Linked DNA regions of Cyprinus carpio: region 2 is linked to region 1. The links are chromatin contacts, called in public Hi-C maps. All regions are on one chromosome and are shown on one strand. Each heading gives the region's core, a stretch centred on a gene start, on an enhancer-like site or on the middle of the called end of the contact. The rest is flanking DNA. Distances are from core to core; before and after follow the strand shown. Region 1 holds the start of LOC109069418 (transmembrane gamma-carboxyglutamic acid protein 4-like). Region 2 overlaps wt1b (WT1 transcription factor b).

Region 1 (7,418 bases), core at 371-2,870:
TCCAGTTTACAATCTAGATTTTAGATGTCAGCTTAAGTCTGAAGATTGGAAATTGTCAATTTTCTCAGTATACATAAGTTTTTTATTTTTCTATTAGTGGTGTTCTCTACTGGTGTTGGTTGTAAATAAATAAATGCATACATACATATTTATTTATTTATTTAACTGAGCCAGTTGAAAAATAATAACATAACTAAACTAAAATGACAAAAAATGACTCAAACTGAGAGAAACACACAACAAAATTAGTAAGACGTCAACTAAAATTAAAATGAAAACCAAAAATATAAAAATAAAAACAATCCTTATATATATATATATATATATATATATATATATATATATATATATATATATATATATATAGTGATTTATATATATATATATATATATATATATAAACCTATAATAGTATCTCAGTGATATTAAAATAACGAGTAAACTATATACTATGAAATAAAGGTAAAAAGTTATTTTCAGGAAATAATTAATGAATTAATTGTTTCTCATTAAAAAAAAATAGTTTAATATTTTGTGTTACTATTTACATTTAATTTTATAGAATGTTTTGATTCACACGATTCTGAAAATTAAATTAAACATTTGCTCAAAGCTTTTAAACACAAGAACTGTGGACAGAAAGTTTTCATTGCCATCTAGTGGTTCATGAAAGTAACATCCACCTGTGGCTGGATAAATAAGAAACAATAAAACAATAAAAAGGAAACTCTGACATCATTTACTCAGCCTCAAGCTATTCCAATCCTGTATGAATGTCTTTCTTCTGCAGAACACAAAAGAATATATTTCGACAAATGTGTGTAACCAAAGATTTGATGGTCCCTGTTAACTTCATTTGTATCCTTTTTCCACACTGTGGAAGCCAGTGGGGTCCATCAGCTGTTCACTTAATCATACTCTTAAAAATAAAATTTCAACAGAAGAACAACTTGAGGCAGATTAATGTTTATTTTTGGGTAAACTATCCCTTTTTCGAATTTTTCGTATATATAATTTTATTGTTCCTTAATTGCGAATAAGAAATTTGGTAAACAAACTAAAAGGTTAACGTGTCTAAGAGCCTTGTCTCTTTTGTTTTCATAAAATCTAGGCTAATAATGTCTTCACAGTGGAGAAAACATATTTACTAAAGTTAAAATCAAAATTACAATCAAAACTGTCAAAAATGACAAACGTCATGAATGTAAGCTTGTTTAGCACTGACAGGATAGATGCAAAATGTTAAAATAAACCCCATTAGTAGAGTATGTGAAAGCACCCATGCAGTTTCGAGTGGGAATAAATTAAGAATCCTACTATGACGAAGGCTTTTTTTTTTTTTTTTTTTTTTTTTTCAGTTACATAAATTTGAAAATTTTGAGAATTCGCTCACAACGTCGGCCTTTCGGCGAACCAAGTAGTCGTTCTACGCAAACGTCATATAACGTAATAAATATTCATGAGCTAATCCTTCGTCATAGTAGGTTTCGGTGAAATCGGGATTTGCAGCGATCGATTATTCAAGTCTGAGCAGGTGTTTCCCAGTTCAGCCGTGTGTGTGTGTGTGTGTGTGTGTGTGTGTGTGTGTGTGTGTGTGTGTGTGTGTGTGTGTGTGTGTGTGTGTGTGTGTGTGTGTGTGTGTGTGTGTGTGTGTGTGTGTGTGTGTGTGTGTTGTAAACGGAAACTGTAACGTTAATTTCCTGGAACGCAACAAATGACTTTTCGTCCAAAACATGAACGTCTTCAGGTGCTCTGTGGAAATTAATTAAAGTCGAACGCTAACCCTATTCTCTGGAAATATAAACTAACACCGAAAGGTGAGTACTTTGATAAGCTTCCTTCACATTCTTTCGGTTTCGACCTTTAAAGCTGAAGACTTTTTCATATTAAAATCGAATTGGAATCTCAACTTCTGGAATAGCACAACATGGGTGTGTGTGTTTCCATTACGAGAATTAAACATGATGCTTTTATTAAAGTAAAATTGTAGTAACCAAGGTTTTTTTTTTTTTTTTTTTTTTTTTTTTTTCTTCTCTTCTTATTGCGTATTTCAGTGGAATTCAGTCTTGTTTTCCTTGTGGTTGAGCAGATTTTTGTCCTTTTCTCCCACAGTTGACTAGAAATGCTTATATTTGTCCTCCTGCTGTGTCATTTCACTTTATGTGGACACTGTGCATGTGTGAGAAAAACCCTGCAAACACCAGCAGATCAAGACAGTGAAGGTGGGCAATGCTTTCAAACATTTACATTTTGTTTTTAAACACAATAACGAATGCACATACTCCTGTTAAAATCCTAGCATGATCTAAGATAGGATAAGATATGATAAGTGACTTAGTGTATGTATTTTTATGCTTATGTATGCAGATGAACTTTACATCTCTATCAAAGTTTAAGTATATGTAACATTATGTCTGATTATTGCATGACACTGTATTTTCAGTCACATTTGACGTATTTATTGGTGCTGTGTAGTGTTTGTTGTGGACCAGGAGGCCAACACATTTTTAGGACGTCGCCTGCTGTTCAACCGCTTCGACTTCGAGGTCTTCACCCCGGGGAATCTAGAGCGGGAGTGTAACGAGGAGATATGCAGTTACGAGGAGGCTCGGGAAGTCTTTGAGAATATCCCTGATACAGTTGAGTAATCCAGTTATTATTGTTGACTAATGAATTTTATTCATTACACAGGCTGTGACAACCACTCCTAGTTAAACGACATTGTCATGTGTACTTGCCCATGGGTTGGATTTGGGCAGATAACAGTACAAGTGAGGATGATGATTAAAAAGTGACACCAGCGACACACTCCTTTCACTCCCAACATCTGATTATCAGTGCTTTTTGATATTAACACCCATTTGTTTATTTCATACTGGACATGAATTTAATTCGCATTTAATTTTTGGTTTGACAGAATGACTTTTGGAGGAAATATACAAAGGGTGAGTTTTTGTCATGCATACACCTGAATGATTAGAAAAAACACTCGACTCTTCAAATGTTTATCTACTAAAAGAAACCCGTTCATCCAGAGTTCTTTGCATATTATTTTAATATTCCCAGTTCACTAAAGTTTCATTTTAAACCATTTCTTCATTGTGTCGTCGTGTGTGTCTGAAAAAAAAAAAAAATCTGTGTTTTTTGCTTTCCGTTTGTGTGTAATCCTTTACATGTACACTATCAGTAAAATGTTTGGAATTATTAAGATTATTTGAATGTTTTTGGACTTTTAAGACTCTTAAGCTCACCAAGATTGCATTTATTTAATCAAAAATACAGTAAGAACAGTTATATTGTGAAATGTTATTTAAAATGACTGTATATTTTGAAATGTAACTTATTCATGTGATGCAAAGCTAATTTTTTTGCACCATTACTCCAGTCTTCAGTGTCACGTGATCCTTTTTACCAGTAGTGTATGTACTAACTTCTATTATTTCAAAGAATTTATGCACAAAGCACTGTCATATATATAAATAACAATAGTCATTAAATAAAAACTGTATTTTAAATGGACTTTATTATTAGATTTATGATAACTATTTCCTCCTGTATTCATAGATAAGGATGAATCCCAATCAAAAGTTGATGTGACAGCATTGCTGGTGGGCATCATCTCCGCTGGAGTCTTTATTGTTATAGTTGGCCTCCTCATCTGGTACTTGTGCCAGGGGAGGCATAAAGACCATGGCTTCCGAAGGTAAGGCTTCACGATAACAAGTGTGAAGCACATTCTCTATGTTGGGAATTATGAGAACTGAGTTTTCATTTACTGTAGGGACTGGAGAGACTGATTGCAGTGTTTTGCCTTTTAAATTTAGTTCATTTAGACGTCGATCCAACCGAAGCAATGCCTCGGTGATCATCCGGAGACTGGAGGAGGTCTCTCTGCATCCTATTCCTCACACAGGCTCAGATGCAAGCCCAGATGCTCCTGGTTTACCTTCTTATGAACAGGCCATCGCCATCAATGGACCACATGATGTCCCACCGCCACCGTATCCTGGGTACCAACACACCTTTTCATTTATTCTATTCCCTTATGTAATCTGTTTCATTTTATTATGTCATTTAGTTGCTTATTACCAACCATTTGACGTTTCTTCAAAATAAAAAAAACAATTTAAGTATGTATGTTAATTGCCAAAACAGGCAGCAATTCACGGTTAATTGTTTCGCTTGAGAGCAGAGTGTTAATCATTGTCTGTTTCTAAATGCTAAATGAAAAGAATAATTCACCAAAAAATTAAACAAGGCAAGGCAAGGAAATGCAACTTTACATATACTAAACAGAGGAGTTTGTTTCTTCATCAGATTTGGAGAAGTGTAGCTTTCCATCACTTGCTCACCGATGGATGCTCTGCAGTGAATGGGTGCCGTCAGAATGAGAGTCCAAACAGCTGATAAAAACATCACAATAATCCACACCACTCCAGTCTATCAATTAACGTCTTGTGAAGTGAAAAGCTGTGTGTCTGTAAGAAACAAATCCATCATTAAAGCATTTTAATTTCAAACTTTCACTTCCGGCCGAAAATATGAGTCCGTAATCTATAATGACGGTTCCTCTAGTGGCTAAAGGCCATGCATTGTTGTTCTTTCGCATCAAAATCCACCAACATATTTGTTTAGAACTATTCATAACTCTAAACTGTTCCAGACCAGACAACATTTCCACCTTGAAACAAAAAATAAACTATATAACACTAACAAAGCAACATTATCTAAAGATTATTTTTTATTTTAGCAATGTTTTGAAGTTTAAAACTCCTTAAGATGGTAATTGATAGACTGGAGTGGTGTGGATTATTGTGATGTTTTTATCAGCTGTTTGGACTCTCATTCTGACGGCACCCATTCACTGCAGAGCATCCATTGGTGAGCAAGTGATGGAAAGCTAGGCCTGAGAGAGAGAGTAAAAATTTCAGAAAACTGATGAATGTTGCTGCCTGTTTTAAAATATATTTTACACAAGCAACAATCTTTTTTTTTTCATTCTTGTTAAAATGATTACACATCTAATTCCACACGTCTTATATCTGTCCACAGTTCCAGGCCAGGCAGCATCCGACGATAACCATATCATCGTTTTCCAAACTGAATCAGGACGGACTAAACCACTTTTTCTTTCTATGAACTGAAAATGTGTTAAACCAAAGGCGTTTGGATTTAATACACTGGAATAAACCACTAATATAAAGCTGCATTGCAGCGTTTAGTCATATTAGACAGTGAATTAAAATCACTGAACATCTCTGGATAGTGTAGACAGTTAGAGCTACCTAGAAAGATAACCTTTAAATCTAATTCTAAACCTTACAATTCTTTGTAATAGTTTTTCTTTAAAACTATAACCATTGAAAACCAGTTTTATATTAATAACTGTTACAATAAAAGACAGATCATAATGTTTTATTTAATATGGTGGGCTTTTATGAAGGGCAAATCATTTTATCCCTTTTCAGTATGTTATAGTCCATTTTAACGATCTAGTAGAGAGTGACGTAGAACCTGTGTATTTACTGGATCAGTATTTGGTGTCCATTCTGTGATCAGCACACCAAAAACAAGATAACCTCCTCTGACATCACGGCACTTCTGTCAGGCTGTGCATATAGATAACTAATTCTGTTGCTTTCGTTTTATTGAGGGATTTCAGTTCATTCTACTGGCATGAACACACAGCTTTAAAGGGCACTTTGCCAAGCGGCTGCTACTGTACAGGTTTCTGGAGGCTGAAGCATCCCTTTGATGCATTTTAAATGATAATGGCTGGGCTCTAGTGTTATCATTATAGGGATATTAATAGACTTTATAATAAACTTTAGTTTTTGTTTGAATATTTTTGTATATTAGTGTTGTCTTGTTACATTCTGGTGGATGATGAAAGTGCTTGGCATAATTATCACTAAAGCTATTACACCGAAATAACTTTTAGGTACAATGATAATACAACTTCAAGTTCTATGGAGAGTCAGATATTGTTTGCAGATGTAAGGCAGGTTAAAGTGTGTTATGAAAGTTCTGGGTAACTTACATTGGTGACATTTTAGAATAGGGAACACTTATTCAACATTTAACTACAACTTTTCCCTCAATAAATTCCTAATATGCTGCTTATTAAAAGGTAGTTGTTAAGTTTAGGTATTAGGGATGTAGAATAAGCCATTAATATGTGCTTAATTACTACTAATAAATGGCTAATATTCTAGTAATATGCATGCTTATAAGCAGTTAAGAGACCCTTAAATAAAGTGTTACCCTTACATTTACATAAAGCCTACTTAAAATCCCAAACAAGTGTGTGTACAGTAGTTTAATGTACACTACTGCTGAAAAGTTTGTAATAATTAAGATGTTTTTAAAAAAAATGTAGCTGTCTCATATTTTTGTGCAAGCTGTGATATGTTTCAAGATTCTTTGATGCATTTATTTAAAATATAAATGTTATGAAATATTATAACAGTCTTTACTGTCACTTTTGATCAAGCAAAGCACGCTTACTAGATATAAGTACTACTGTATTTTCTTTCTTTTTTTTATCAATTTTACCCCAATCTTTGAATGGTAGAGTATCACAGTTTTCACAAACATATTAAGCAGCAGCAACAACTTCGACATTGATAATAATCAGAAATGTTTCTTGAGCAGCAAATCAGCATATTAGAATGATTTCTAAAAGATCATGACACTGAAGACATACAGCTCTGCCATCACAGAAAGAAATGACATTTTACAATATATTCAAATATAAAATGGTTATTGTAATATTGTAATGGTTATTGTAATAATAAAAAAAGTTGTAATAATTACTGTTTTTCATCAAGTAAACAATGAGCACAAGATACTTTTTTCAAGAAATTGTATTTATTCCAAAACATTTTGACCGGTACTGTACATTCTTCAATATATTTGGACACTTTAGCCACACTTAAAAATAAAAAGTAAATTTATTACACAAAATTTAAAACATTTATTTTACAGGAAATATGGCACTAGTATACTTTTCAAGCAAAGCATGACAAAGATGTTTAATTTTGAAATGACTAAATTATATACTTAACAGTGGTTCTCAGACTTTGTCAGGTTGAAGACCACTTCAATAGTTAAAAATTGTGGACCACATCAAACCATAAGTAATCAGTCTAAAAAAAAAAAAAAAAAAAGCATTATTGTTTATACCCTCGTTTATGCACCCTGTGATCGATGTATCATATAAAACTAAATGCTGCATTATAAAGTTATGTATTTGCCAAACCACTGTATTAGCAAACCTGTCTTAAAAGTTATTTCTGAGACACAAGAAAAATCATTTAATATTTCATTATACAATACAATGGCATTAAGATATCTTATTGTAGCTGGTTCACAGTTCTGTAAATCTCCTCAGAAGAATAAGAAAGTTAATATATGGG
Region 2 (7,031 bases), core at 11-2,510, 43 kb before region 1:
TGATGAAAAAAAATCCTTTTAATTCACAAAAAAAGTTTTTATGCTCACTCGAGGTGGTTTTTAAGTGTGAAAAGGGTTCATGCGAATAAAGGGAGATGGAAATGGATCTTGCAAAAAAGTTCCTCCATGTCCATCAAAAAAGTCAAGTGACTTGAAATGTTGTTATGGTTATTCTTAATAACCTGAGCAAAGTCTGTCATCAAAGTATTTCTGTATAATTGTCTTAGGCAGCATCCACCTCTGAAAGCAATGACCGCTTTTTTGTGTTTCGTCTGAGGCACTTTTAATTTATTATATATGGAAATTATTATATTCATTGGTCAGAAAGCTCTCAGATTTCATCAAAAATATCTTCATTTGTGTTCTGAAGATGAACGAAGGTCTTATGGACATGAGGATGAGTTATTAATGACAGATTTTTCATTTTTGGGTGAGCTATCCCTTTAATTACAACGCACTTAATGTGTGCACAAGTAAAATGGATATGAGTTTGTCTCTGTGTTTGAGTGTGTGTTTTTGCAATCACCCACCTGTACTCCTCTGAACACACCATGTGTGTGTATGTGATACTGAGTGCTGCAGTTGTACAACAGCGGAGCTCCTGCAGACGCTTCGGCCTCATAACCACCGCTGTGACTGGACACAAAGACAGAGAGTAGTTACACATAACTGCAGTTATTCATAAAACAAAACCGCTCACAGAGAACAGAGAGACTTCTCAAACAGAGCTGACATATTATCTAGTGCGATGTAAATATGACTCTATAACCTATAAAAGATTCTCAGAAAAGGCAGATTTGAACATGTCTTAATAGCTCTGCTATATATGAATCAGCTTTTCCTCCTTATTAACAAAAGGATGTTGTTATATCTAAAAATAACTGTGTAAAACAGCCTCAACTGTCATTAATGATAGTAAAGTAAAAGATGAGTCTGGAGGGGGATTTGTAGTGTGGGCAGTAACGGATGAAGAGCTGAAGACCTATAAAGCTTTTTCTTTTCTGACTCACTTCACACCTCAAACTACACAATTTTCAGCCATTGCTGGTCCAGTCCTCCCACAGCCCAACCATTCATCCCTTCAGCAGATAAACACCCTGTTGTCATGTCATTGGGGTGAGGAAGGGGGATACCAAATCTTTTATCTGGACAGCCGGCATAAATATTCTGTCCAGTGTCCCAGTCACCTACTCATCTGTCTATAGACAAGCACATATTCACTCAATCACTAAATTCCCAAAATGCTTTGGGACTTCCCCTCTGCCCTTCAGCTACTCTACATCTCTTTATTTCAACATCTCTCTGTCTCTCTCTCACACACAAAAACATGCTGCCCTGAACTGCCCCTTCAACACATCCAAGGTCAGACACTCTATCTGGGTTGGACTGGTTGACTGAGCAGGATCCATTCCTATCTCCTCTGCTGTCAGCGCAGCATGATTCATGCTCCTACTTCAGTCTGTACTTTTGTTTCAAAGTGCTGTCACATCAGAGGACAGTGAGGCCTTCCTTCAAAACAGACACTAATTAAAATAGGGCAGACGACGGCTGAGAAGACAAGAAGAAAATGGGAAGAGAGGTGAGGGGGGGTGTAAAAATAATAAGGGGGGTCTTTCTGTCCTTCTTAAAGAAAGGAAAGTTTTGTAAAGGAGGGGATGGAAAGGAAAGGAAAGGAAAGGAAAGGAAAGGAAAGGAAAGGAAAGGAAAGGAAAGGAAAGGAAAGGAAAGGAAAGGAAAGGAAAGGAAAGGAAAGGAAAGGAATTCAAATAATTTGAGGTTATTTTTTAAGCACAGGTGCTGATATGAGAACGTCTGTACCTCTTTATGCTGGGTGTCAGCGAGCTGACGGGATTCCAGGTAACACGTTCCAACTGAGACGTCATTTGGTAGAGATTATCACTGCCAGGACAGAAGAGATCAATCACAGTCATGTGACGTCACTTTCATGGCTCAGCTTCTCAAGAAACACAACACTTTTAAAAGGAAGGAGGCACACCAAAAATAGGAATTTTGATTTGTAAATCAATGTTTTTTTTCATTCCATGTTATTTTTCTGGTTCCTATGCTGATTAGAAGTGCAGATTTGTCAGCAATGTGTTGTGCTGGTGTCTCTTTCTAATCATCACCGCTGATTCATAACTGTTTTCTAAGGAAGCAGCAAAACTGGAGGCTTGTTTGGCACAGTGGAAACACACATTGCTGCGTTTCACCACATGTTGTGAAGTGTTGCGTCTCAGCTAGCTCTCACGTGGTCCTGGCTGGCGAGATGAGTGCCTGGCACAGTCATGTAATAGTGTGATGTCACAGAGATTTCTGGGTATTGTGGGGAGGATTTGGGGAAATGATCTTGACTCATACGCTGTCTGTCCCTTTTCTGTGGGCTGAAGTAGCAGATTTTGAAGGTCAGCCAGATTCTTAGAGGTACAAAATGTATCAAAATACACTATTATTTATTATTAACGATAATAATGATGATTTAATAATAGTTGTTGTGGTTGCAACCATTTAGTTAATTATTTATAGTTGAATAATAATATAATGTAATATAATATAATTATCAGAAAATAAAGTAGTTGGTGGTGGTGTTGCCACATTGCTTTCCAATAAATAAAGTGTTTCAAAATGCAAGAGACCGTTTCTATGCCAAACACTGGTAAAAATAAGGTGGAATTTCCCTTTTCGCTCCCCTCTAATCTAACTTTATTGGCAAGAAAAGGAGGTCTGTGAGGTCACCGGAACACACTGCAACAGGACCAGGCTGATGCAAGCGAGTTTCCAAAAGCACTGCTGTACTCCAGACAGCAAGGGCAATAGTGGGGATGTTGCAATCACGTCTTATCAAAACTGGATGCCTTATTTCGGGTTCTGTGATCTGCTTTTCTCTAAACAACATGAGAGAAGTATTTGAAGAATGCACACTAATTCCTTTGGGACTGATGAAAAGCTACAGTTCTCTTTAACTGCTGCTTCTTCTTCTTCACCTTTCTTTTAAGGAATCTTTTATCCTATTAATTGATACTTTCATTAAGCAAAGATGAATTAAATTGATCTAAAGTGACAGTAAAATTATTCAGTGTAACAAAATTTTTTTTCAAAAAATGCTGTTCTTCTTACCTTATATATCATTGTTTCCACAAAATATATATAATCATTTTCACAAAAATATTAAGCATTACAACTGTTTTCAACACTGATACTAATCAGAATGATTTGTGAAGGATCATGTGACACTGAAGACTGAAGTAATGATGCTGAAAATTCAGCTTTGCATCACAGGAATAAATTACATTTGAAAATATATTCCAATTAAAATATTTATTTTAAATGATAATACTATTTCAAAAACTTTTGAAAACGGCAGTTTTGAATGGTAGTGTAAAATGTTATATAATGATATTCTGCTTTCCTCTTCTCACAATAAAGTTCATCTTTTGAATACATAACTCTTTCTCTCTGTCCTCTCGTGTCTCTGGGGAGGGCCAGGCAGAGATGGGAAGAGGAATTTGGAGGAAAAGGGCAGTAGATCACTGTGAGTGTATTTTGGCCTGCTGAGAGCTGCTGTGCAGTTCTTAACCTTTGTGCAGGCAGCAAGACTCACTGCAGACTTACTCAGGATTTATCTGAGCCATCCAGACTGGGCCTCACTGACGTTCAGTTCAGTCACTCAGAAACCAGAGGGGGCTGTGCCACGGCCAAATCACAAATCAGCAATATACATATTTTACTTCTTACATTAATTAATGCGCCTTTTTAAAAAAACGTCCCAAGTTCAATTCAAGTTCATCTCTATCAGCAGCATATATGACGTGTTGTTAATTACACAGAAAAGAAACGGTAATAACAGTATTTAGAGATCTATGGGCCAAAGCATTGCATTGGAATAAGCATTACAAAATACACGCTGTGTAACAATTTTACAATTATTTCAACCAAATATCAACAACTATCTGTATAGTTTTAGCATGTTAATGGCATTGGCTTTGGGAGACTAGATCTGCCATGCTGCTGATGAGCCAATATGGACTTTTTACTGCCAATAATTAGACCGACTGTGAGAATGTAAGATATGCTGCTGCTGCTGCTGCTGCAGGAATAAACACTCCATAGCAGATCTAGACAGGTGGAGCTGTGGGACGTGGAGGGTTTAGAGCATGAAAAGTAAATATGTAAATGCTTGCTTCATGAATTGGCACTCATAAAGAGCATAGCAGATCTAGAAAGGTGGAGCTGGGGGAGGTGAAGGGTTTCAGAGCGTGAAAAGTAAGTGATGTAAATGATAGCAAATGATGTTACCGATAGTAGATCAAATGTATAGGGCTTAAGGCATGAAGATGTGAACATTGTGTATTGGTAATATATATCCAGTAATATATATGCAAACACAGTACAACATTTAAAGCGTTAGTTCACCCCAAAATGAAAATTCCGTTAGAATTTGTTGAAGCATCGAATATACATTTTGCTCCAAAAAATAACAAAATTATGACTTTATTCAGCATTTTGTTCTCTTCCGGGTCTGTTGTGAGTGCGTTCACAAAACAAGAAACAGTATTCTAAAGTGTCTAAAGTCTTGCTCATCTCAGGTCTGTTCATACTGAAAAGATAACACTTCAGCAGTGTTGTGAACGCGCTCACAACAGATCCGGAAGAGAAGAAAATGCTGAATAAAGTCATAATTTTGGTTATTTTTGGAGTTAAATGTATAGTCGATGCTTCAACAAATTCTAACGGCCCCTGTGATGTCACATGGACTACTTTGAAGATGTTTTTATTACCTTTCTGGACGTGGACAGTATACCGTACATACATTTTCATTGTAGGGTCAGCAAGCTCTCGGACTAAATCTAAAATATCTTAAACTGTGTTCTGAAGATGAACGGAGGTCTTACGGGTTTGGAACGACATGAGGGTGAGTCATTAATGACATAATTTTCATTTTTGGTTGAACTAACCCTTTAAGTTTTATATGAAATGAGAAACCAGAAGTATATCCTCCTAGATCAGTAGCGCCAACACTAAAATAATAATTTACATCATTGCTCTTCATTTTTTACCGTCATTGTCCACAACAATATTCGAAGGCTCATAACCTTTCCATTTTTTTACCCACTAATTATACTCTATAAAATATTTTAGAGCTTGGCATAACTACAAAAATGTATAACATGTTTATATAACATGGCCATGCATCTCTAATATTTAAAACATAAAAGACTATATTAAAGGAGATATAATATTTAGAGGTTACTCTACAATAAAAACATATTGCAAGTTCACTTGCCTCTCTGAAAGATGCAACACCCCTTGAAATGTGTGTTCATGGCAGAGAGTGAAAATGAAACCTCTAGAAACATAATAGATCTGAATGTGCATTCCATGACCCATTTAAAGTCATCTTGAGCAACTCCTTGGAAGTTTTTTGAGAATCACAGATTTAGACAATATACAGCCTAATATCTCCGCTTTCGAACCCTCCAGAATACCTTTGAGATTTCTGCGTGTTTTTGCAGACTGAGGGACAAGCAGAAATTTTCTGTGACCCGCCTCAGATGCTGTTGTTAGATAACATCTAGGAATATCGCTTTCTTTCAACAGTTGCATAAACAATTTGGCGTATTTTTGTAACTTTTTGTAATTCGTGGCTGCTTCCTCTATGATGCAATTTATTGCACTTTTATTGTTATTATTTCATGCACGATGAATCACACCTTGGGATTCAACTCAACAATTAACTCGATATTTACTCAAGTAAAGTTTCAAAACTCATAATTAGGAAATCATGTAATGCTTAATTACATCTCTTATTACACTAATAATCAACGGTAAAGAAGGTACCTGTTGAAGCTATTTCTCAAAAGCATGGTCTGACTGTCAGGAGGACTGTGGCACCCGTAGACAGGCGGTGGGACGGAGTACTGCTGCTCACCTGCATATTCACAAAATCAAAGCGCAAATTACAACACTCAAAAAGCATATATATAAGCAATATCTGAAAGAAAGTCCTCTTCAAAGACCTCATACTTCAGTTTTCCTGTTTACAAGTGAAACAAAGCGTTTTACAGCAGAGCTAACAGAGAGTGTGGCCTCATCTTTACTGCGGTTATCCAAACAGCGCAGGGCTCCCTGAGACCATAAAGCAGTCAGCAGAGTTTCTGAGAGCACTCTGTTCATTTCTTAGGGCAATAGGCAGGGAATCAGTCCCTTGGCAGCACTAAACATTCTTCTGCACATCCACAATTCTGCTTCCTCCTCTCAGCTGCCCGAAAAAATGAGTGGCGGTAATTTATGCCAGCATAATTTATGCTTAATGAACTTAGAAACGGTTGCATACAGTGTTATGAGTGTTCGAGGACAGAGACAGAGAGGTAAAAATGAGAGCAAGGGGGGAAAAATATGCCTTGACATTAAAACTCCATCTGACACTTAACCTCGAGATGATCCGTGCGGATACAGTGGTCTCCAGATAGCTATACCTCTTATTTGTCATACTATACTTAAATGCACACTCACAAATTCACTCTATTCTACATAGCCTTAGTGAAAAACAAGTACATTTTAGCATAACTTTTAAAAGAGATTTTTGTAATAATACACTTCAAATCAATATACGGACACTTTTTGGACAATTGCATGATTTTTAAAAGTGTACATCGAGAAACATGTTCATGAAAGTGTACTCTTAAAGCACTTTTTATTTAATTAATAATATATTATCGGCAAGTACAGTGTTTTTAATATACTTTAAAAAAAGATTAAGATTTGAAGTACACTAGAAGTACACTACATTCAATACAATTCAGCACACTTATTTTTCACAAGGGAGTGCAAAGCATTTATAGGTGAAGTGCGTGATATTGTGCTGTGTCAGACTGGTCAGGATGCTCAAACAAACTGTATTTACACTGTACATGGAAATCAACCTGCAAAGGCTTTACTTTTGCCTCATCCTTTATTCAAAAGCATTTACTGCTTTATATGCCACACTGAGAATATATTTTCTTTACCCATGGTGCTTTGGGGGGACATGGGGT

What was found. Hi-C and Micro-C count contacts between places; a contact is called where the count stands out from the background.
Region 2: a Hi-C map of liver shows a contact between it and region 1, with 2.9 times the contacts expected there. The contact joins the enhancer-like site here to the promoter of LOC109069418 in region 1. A contact is called at or near these places in 2 of 8 Hi-C or Micro-C datasets (liver and skeletal muscle).

What each region holds. Positions count from the first base shown.
Region 1 is chrB18:3,840,716-3,848,133 of ASM1834038v1, reverse strand. LOC109069418 (transmembrane gamma-carboxyglutamic acid protein 4-like) reads left to right here and starts at 1,620. Exons shown (of 7, transcript XM_042743599.1): 1 at 1,620-1,817; 2 at 2,113-2,222; 3 at 2,476-2,639; 4 at 2,918-2,945; 5 at 3,565-3,703; 6 at 3,825-4,010; 7 at 5,053-5,843. The coding sequence starts at 2,123. The coding sequence ends at 5,080. It overlaps LOC109069417 (glutamine and serine-rich protein 1-like), which reads left to right and starts at 6,699. Exons shown (of 14, transcript XM_042743511.1): 1 at 6,699-7,418.
Region 2 is chrB18:3,883,425-3,890,455 of ASM1834038v1, reverse strand. It overlaps wt1b (WT1 transcription factor b), which reads right to left. Exons shown (of 9, transcript XM_042743724.1): 2 at 7,005-7,031; 3 at 5,836-5,926; 4 at 1,819-1,899; 5 at 531-636. Among protein-coding and RNA genes, the nearest start is that of wt1b, 5.9 kb to the right of the region's middle. Within about 2 kb of position 1,260, at least 2 of the 8 cell types and tissues checked have an H3K27ac peak or open chromatin away from gene starts, as enhancers often do. A contact at or near this core is called in liver, where this site is marked.